Linked DNA regions of Ovis aries: region 2 is linked to region 1. The links are chromatin contacts, called in public Hi-C maps. All regions are on one chromosome and are shown on one strand. The core of a region is the stretch at or near the end of the contact, and the rest is flanking DNA. Distances in the headings are between cores, read along the strand shown. Region 1 holds the start of VPS35L (VPS35 endosomal protein sorting factor like). Region 2 holds the start of GPRC5B (G protein-coupled receptor class C group 5 member B).

The links. Hi-C and Micro-C count contacts between places; a contact is called where the count stands out from the background.
Region 2: a Hi-C map of liver shows a contact between it and region 1, with 8 times the contacts expected there. The contact joins the promoter of GPRC5B here to the promoter of VPS35L in region 1. A contact is called at or near these places in 6 of 16 Hi-C or Micro-C datasets (blood, hypothalamus, liver and 2 more).

Annotation. Positions count from the first base shown.
Region 1 is chr24:17,627,386-17,630,750 of ARS-UI_Ramb_v3.0, reverse strand. It overlaps VPS35L (VPS35 endosomal protein sorting factor like), which reads right to left and starts at 1,542. Exons shown (of 31, transcript XM_060405752.1): 1 at 1,433-1,542.
Region 2 is chr24:17,960,555-17,964,285 of ARS-UI_Ramb_v3.0, reverse strand. It overlaps GPRC5B (G protein-coupled receptor class C group 5 member B), which reads left to right and starts at 2,246. Exons shown (of 4, transcript XM_027961692.3): 1 at 2,246-2,386.

The DNA of each region.
Region 1 (3,365 bases), core at 293-2,792:
TAGTCGTTATTTAGTCACTAAACAACTCTTTGTGTCCCTCTGTCCAGGCGATTTCCCAGGCAAGAATACTGGAATGGGTTGCTAGTTCCCTCTCCAGGGGATCTTCCTGACCCAGGGATCGAACCCTAGTCTCTTGCATTGGCAGGTGGATTCTTTAACACTGAGCCACCTGGGAAGCCCCAAAGTAAAATATACCAAAGGTAAAAATGCTCTGAAATTAAACAGCATCTTCCTGGATCTTCTAATTACAAAATTCCAGCCAACTAAGTTCACTGAAGCCATATGCTATGGCATTTAAGTCCTAGTAATCCCCTAAAAGGACTTTTGCGTGACCAGGTCAAAGAAAACTCAGGGCAGGACATATAAGAACTCACTGTCATCTAATGCTAATTTAGTGCACCGAGCCTTTGAAGGAAGACTCTTTAAAGAGTTAGCCAGGTGAAGGAAATACAAACCAGAAGTATGTATCGGATTATTCTAAGGTCCAGGGCTGTATATTTTTTCATTTGTTCACTTACTCGCTCATTTAACGTAAACCACTTCACATCACTTTCAGATAAAGATTAGAAAGTAACTTCCCTTTCTGAGATGTAGAGGAGAGCTCACGTGCCCATATGATTCCACCACTATCACAACTTGCTCCCGTTCTTCACACAACTGTCCCAGGAAATCCCATGGACACAGGGACGCAAAGAGTTGCTTAGACTTAATGACTAAACAACAAATATATATATATATATAATCTCACAGAGAGAGGAGCCATAAGGCTTCAGCTGCTGCTGGAGCGCCAATCTCTCCTAGCTACTCCAGCCAGAAGGGCCCCTACACACCCATTAGCCTCCGCACACGCCCACAGCTCCTTCTCCATGAACTCCTATTCATCCTCCAAAACTCAATTTATGACTCCTCCTCTCTCAAGCCTTCCCGAAGCCGTCAGGTGTGCCTCATCCCACAGCCTTCTTCGGTCATTCTTCTATTCTGCGTATCTGCTCCGCTTAACAGCAGCTCCTTGAATCCAAGGAGTATGTCTAAGGGTTCTGTATTCTCAAGTTCTACGCCCGCCCGGTGCAGGGAGCGCCCTGCAGAGTCGGATGAATGGGAAGTTTCCTCTACAAGAAGCCAGTCATTCAGAACACAGCCAGGCCCCCGAGTTGTCCAGACCAGGGCTGAGTCCACCATTCTCTGCATCCGCGCCCCCAGAACACGCGCCAACTTCTGGGAAAGCGGAAGCCGGGGAACTTGAGCTTTTTTTTGAGGAAACGAATGGAGAAATGAACGGGGAGGGCGATAGGAGGAGAGGACCAAGACCCGACCGGTCCGGCATCAGGAATGTCCTCTGAATCAGGGTAGCCGCCCCACCCGGAGACTGGGTGGGAGACTTCACCAAACCCAACGGATAACAGTTCATACACTCCCTCGCGGAGACACACACCCAGAAACAAGAGTCCCGAAGACAGCCAAGGCCACTACCTCCCTGAACCCCGCTCGCCGCTTCTTCCTTACCAGGGAAAGGCGGCCATCTTCCCAGTCACATGACCGCTGGGTCTGGAACCGCCCGCCCAATTCACCCTCTCAGACCCCGCCCCGCCCGGCCGCCATGTTTGCGAGGGGCGGGCTCACTCCTGCCGCGCCGGGGCCGCCGTGGTTGTCAGGGGCACCGTAGGCGGCCGCCGCAGTAGCGCTGACGTCACTGGGGATTTTTGTGCAGGTGAACGTCTGGTCCGCAGCGCCCTCTGCAGGCGGTGAAGAATCCCGACGCCTACTGAGGGAAAGGGACGACAGAGAGGACTAGATGGTTGGATGGCATCAGGGATTCAATGGACATGTTTGTGGAGGACAGGGGAGCCTGGCGTGCTGCAGTCAATGGGGTCGCCAAGAGTCAGACACGACTGAGCGACTGACCAGCAACTGAGGGAAGATGCTAACCCCAGCAGAGGATGGGAAGAAGGCGCCCCTAGGCTTGCTTTTGAGGCTAATTGTTTGGCTGGCTAAGCCACGCCCCCTCTGCCAGCCAACCACGCCCCGCTCCGTGCACCGAAAAAGTTAGGCTCTTCCGATATTCTGCTCCCAGGAATAACAACGTGCGTCTCTAAGGGCTGCCCTAGATCCAAATGGACAGCTCTCTACTGGAATTAAACTGGAAAAATGGGGGTTAGCATTTTACCCCACTTAGCAGAGCCGTTCGTTTCTATGAAGGTGGTTGTTCGTTTCCACTACAGAACTTCCCATGCTCTGGTGTTTTCTCTGATTTAAAAAAGAAAAAGGAAAAGAATTCAGGATATTTTAACAAATGCTTACCATTGTAGCTTCCCTTGTGTCTCAGCTGGTAACGAATCCGTCTGCGATACAGGAGACCTGGGTTCGATCCCTGGGTTGGGAAGATCCCCTGAGGAAGGGAAAGGCTACGTACGCACTCCAGTATTCCGGCCTGGAGAATTCCATGGAATGTACAGTCCATGGGGCCGCAAATAGTCGGACACAGCTAACCGACTTTCACTTTCACACCATTGTAAGTAAACATGTGTCATGCTGAGGAGTTTGCATTCAATTTTCCTTTATTCTTCGATAAACCTCTGAGACCAGTCCTGGGTGTTCATTGGCAGGACTGATGCTGAGGCTGAAACGCCAATACTTTGGCCATCTCATGAGAAGAGTTGACTCATTGGAAAAGACCCTGATGCTGGGAGGGATTGGGGGCAGGAGAAGGGGATGACAGAGGATGAGATGGCTGGATGGCATCACTGACTCAATGGACATGAGTTTGAGTGAACTCCGGGAGTTGGTGATGGACAGGGAGGCCTGGCATGCTGTGACACGACTAAGAGACTGATTGAACTGAACTGATGCCTGAAAGTCTCTTTTGTTTTTCAAAATTATTTTTAAACCTATATGTATGCTCACTATGGTCTGTTAGGGATAGCTTTCCAACTTCACTTTTTTTTTTTATAACTACTACTCTTCATTTCAGGGAAAGAAGGGGAGTTGTGTGTGGTTGTTCATGGGACAGTGACACCTAACAACAAAAAAAAAATCATCTCCAAAATGGATCCTTATTTTCAGCTCAATATGAATAATAAAGAGTTCCCAGCCATACTCATTATTCCCAACATATGAAATAAACAAGAATAAAGGGTAGCCATAGGAAAAGGGAGGGGCTCTTCTCACACTGCCTTGCAGACTATCAAATACAGTATCTCCTCAATAAGAGGTAAAAACAAGGACCACTGGACTATCCTCACACTAGACAGTCGGGCAGCATCAACAGTTGGAGGCTTAACGCTGCAAAATTAGCAGCTTGATGTGAGCCTCAACCCTAGCATTCTCTCCCAGTGGCTCAGCTCCAGCTGAAGACATTTCCAGCTCCA
Region 2 (3,731 bases), core at 997-3,496, 330 kb before region 1:
CCAGGCACTGATCCAGGCTCTGAGAATACGTCTGCCAATGAAACAGGGAACGTTTTCAGTTTTCATGCTTCTTCTCCATTTTTTCCTTAAAATTAATATAAGGTATTTGGAGAGAGGCCTACCCAAAGATATGTGGCCTGCCTGGGAGAAAATAGTTTTGGCCGGGCAAGAGACTCGCAGGAAGGTGTGAGAATATCAGAAAGTTCCACGATCCCCAAAGATCAGGGCCTGCAGCTTGGCCCAGAAGGAAGTGCTACTCTACAACCCATCTTGCTTGCCTCTCCACAACCCCCTTTCCCCACACAGCGAGGTAGGGGAACTGGAGTCATCTCTCCGTCATGTAGGGCTGGGATGGGGTGAGGGGTCTTATCCATACCACAGTGGGGTCCTCAAAGTTCTGGGGAGGGGGGGATTGCGGAGAGACGACTGGGAAAATCCGGCCTGAAGCTGGAGTGCAGCCCCCAGGCAGGGTCGAGGCAATGCCGACCTCAGATAGCCCAGGTGGTCTAGGAGCCACATTCAGTGTTGAGGTACGTGTGGCCCAGACCCTTTCCGTAAGGAGCGTCTCACAGTTGCGCTGTGGGCGGGTGAGCAGCCTGAGCTCTGAGTGTCGGCTGAGCGCCAGACTAGTGGCCCCAGGCCCCCAAGTGTGTGCTCGAGGCGATCGTGGAAGTGTGCGCATGCGTGTGAGTGATGAGGGTGGTAGCAGTGGTGGGATCCTGCGTATGGATCCATGTGAGGGGTGAGTGGGCGTGTGAATATGCTTGCGGTAGACATATGAGTATGTTTGGGGTGGCCAAGAACACGGATGTGGGGCTCACGGTGCATAAAGGGACAAAGGCACATGGCCGGAGGTGGCAGGATTGGAGTGTGCCCAGGCGGGAGGGGCTGCCTGGCTGAAGTTAGGGTGTTAGTGATTCTGGAACAGTCTCAGCAGAATCCTCTCTGCACCCTGGATCCGGCACTGGTATATTGTGGGGAAGTAACTGTTTAGAACTCAAGATTGAGAAAGGAGTCCAACAGGGCTGTCTGCTGGCACCCTGTTTGTTTGATCTATCCGCGGAGCCCATCATGAGAAATGCCAGGCTGGATAAGGTACAAGCTGGAATCGATAGGCGGGAGAAACCAACAGCTTTAGGTATGAGGATGATACCACTCTAATGGCAGAAAGTGAAGAGGAACTAGATAGAGTCTCTTGAGGGTGAAGAGGGAGAGTGAAAGAGTCAGTTTAACACTAAATATTACAGAAAACTAAGATCATGGCATCAGGCCCCATTACTTCACGGCAAATAGAAGGGGAAAAGGTGGAAGTGGTGACAGATTTCTTCTTCTTGGGCTCCAAAATCACTGTGGATGGTGACTGCAGCCATGAAATCAGAATATGATTACTTCTTGGCAGGAAAGCTGTGACAAACTTAGACGGTATGTTGAAAAGTAGAAACACTACTCTGCCGACAAAGGTCGTATAGTCAAGGCTATGGTCTTCTTAATGGCCGGGTACTCTTGTGAGAGCTGGACCGGAAAGAAAGCAGAACGCCAAAGAACTGATGCCTTCGAAATGGGGTGCTGGAGAAGACTTCTGAAAGTTCCTTGGACAGCAAGATCAAACCAGTCAATCTTAAGGGAAATCAACCCTGAACACTCGTTGGAAAGACTGATGCCGAAGCTGAAGCTCCAGTAGTTTGGTCACCTGATGCGAACAGTGGACTCACTGGAAAAGTCCCTGATGCTGGAGAAGATTGAAGGCGAAGAAGAGGGCGTCAGAGGATGAGATGGCTGGAAGGCAACACCGATGCAATGGATATGAACTTGGGCAAACTCAAGGAGATGGTGAGGGACAGGGAGGAGGGAGGCCTGACGTGCTGCAGTCCAGGGGGTTGCAAAGAGTCGGACACGACAGGGCGACAGAACAACAGCTGTTTAGGAACCCACAGTTTAGAAAACCCCTCTATGTGTGTGTTTCTGCAAGTGGATCAACGGAGGAAAATGTCCAGCACGTCCAGAGTGATTTTGGACGCACTGTGGATGTGAGGGTGGTGGTCCCTAAATGCGGACACTGGAGGGGGCTCGCCTCGGCGCTGCAAGTGGGGAGCAAGGAGCGTGCGCCGGGTTCCGCTTGGAACAATCAGCCCTGGCCGGGACGGGGGCGGGGTTCGGAGCTCCGGGGGCGGGGCCTCAGGGGGCGGGGCCGCGGCGGCTGCAGCAGCGCGGGCCGGGCCAGGGGGCGCCTCGCGCGGCTGCGGCTAGCGAGTGCGATGCAGTGAGGCCGGACGGGCGGGCGGGCGGGCGGGCGGGATCGCTGGGCTGGGGCCACGGCGGCGCTGCAGAGATGTGACTCGGGCCGAGGGCCAGCGGGAGCGTCGGCGCTGCGGGGCCGCGGGGGTCGGTGAGTGCCAGCCGCGCCGGGAGGGTGGAGGGCGCTGCGGCGACCCCAGAAACTTTTCCCCGGGTGCACTTGTGAGCGTTGGGATGTGGTCTGCTTCTCGGGCTTTTCTGAGTTCCTCCTCTTCCCCAAGGGGTTAGTCTGCTGGGGGAGTTGGGGTTTCCGGGCTGGAGGACCACAGTTTGGCGGCAGAGAGGAGCCCGCAGACCGCGGGGCAGGGGGCGGAGAAGGTTGGGACCTTAATGGGGCGGGGGCGGTGTTCCCGGACCAGACGGAGATCAAAGTCTCAGAGGAGGGTCTGGAGGCGATCGCAGATCAGGCAAAGGGCTGCTGGAACTGTAAGGGACTTCAGGCGTGCCCGAGTGACTCGTGTGAGGGCAGCCGCGGGCAGGTCTGGGGGCTGCGTGGCAGGCGCGGGGCCTGACCACAGACAGAGCAGGCGGAGCCGGGGGCACAAGGGGAAAGCTTTGGAGGTGAGCTGCGGCACCTGCCGTAGGGACTGGGGGTCGCGGCTACGCACTACGGGACAAGGAAGGGACACTGCGGGCGAAAAGAGGCAGAGCTGGGACCTGGAGCTGGGGTACAAGTGAGGGGCGACTGCATACAATGGCGGGGGGCTTAGCGTTTCTGTTCCTGCCAGGCTAGAGGCGATGATCAGCCCTGTGCTGCGTCCGCACCCTTTGGGGGACACAGGCTTCCAGTCCCAAGCATCCCGGGACCCCTACCGCCCGCACCCGCCTCGGCCGGAGGGCTGGTTAACTGGGCAGGGAGGGAGGGGGTACCGTTGCCACCGAGGACGGGTCCAGCGCAGCCCTTGGGTTCATTCCCCGGCTATGTCACTCCCAGGCCTAGCCAATCGCCCTCCCACCCCTCAACGCAACTTGTCCCCAGTTCGCTAAGGGGGCGGCTCCTTGGAGAGCGGACAAAGGCCCCTGGAGTGTGGCGGGCAGCGGCGTCCCCGCCTGGGGCCCCGGGCCACGCGCCACATTGGCTGCCCAACTGCGCCAGTATGGGGGGTGGGGGGGACCTGAACTGAGCCCAGGAGGAACTAGGGGTCCTCGCAAAGAGGCGAGAAGTGGGGGAGGGGCTTGGCACAAAAGCTTTGGAACTTCTGCCGAGGAACCTTGATTCATAAGTTTCCCCAGGGATGGAGGCTTTCTGGAGGACTCAAGACGTCGAGTTAAACTGCATGCAAATAGGATGTAAATAGAATGCAAATCGGTATCTGTGGGTTGGGAGCCCTCCACCCGGCCAGTTTTGTATCTGGACTGTGGAGTAAACTGTTTCCTATCTGTTCCTGCTCTGTCTGAAAAGGGGTCAACTGAGTTGGGAAGGGAAAAATGGAAGT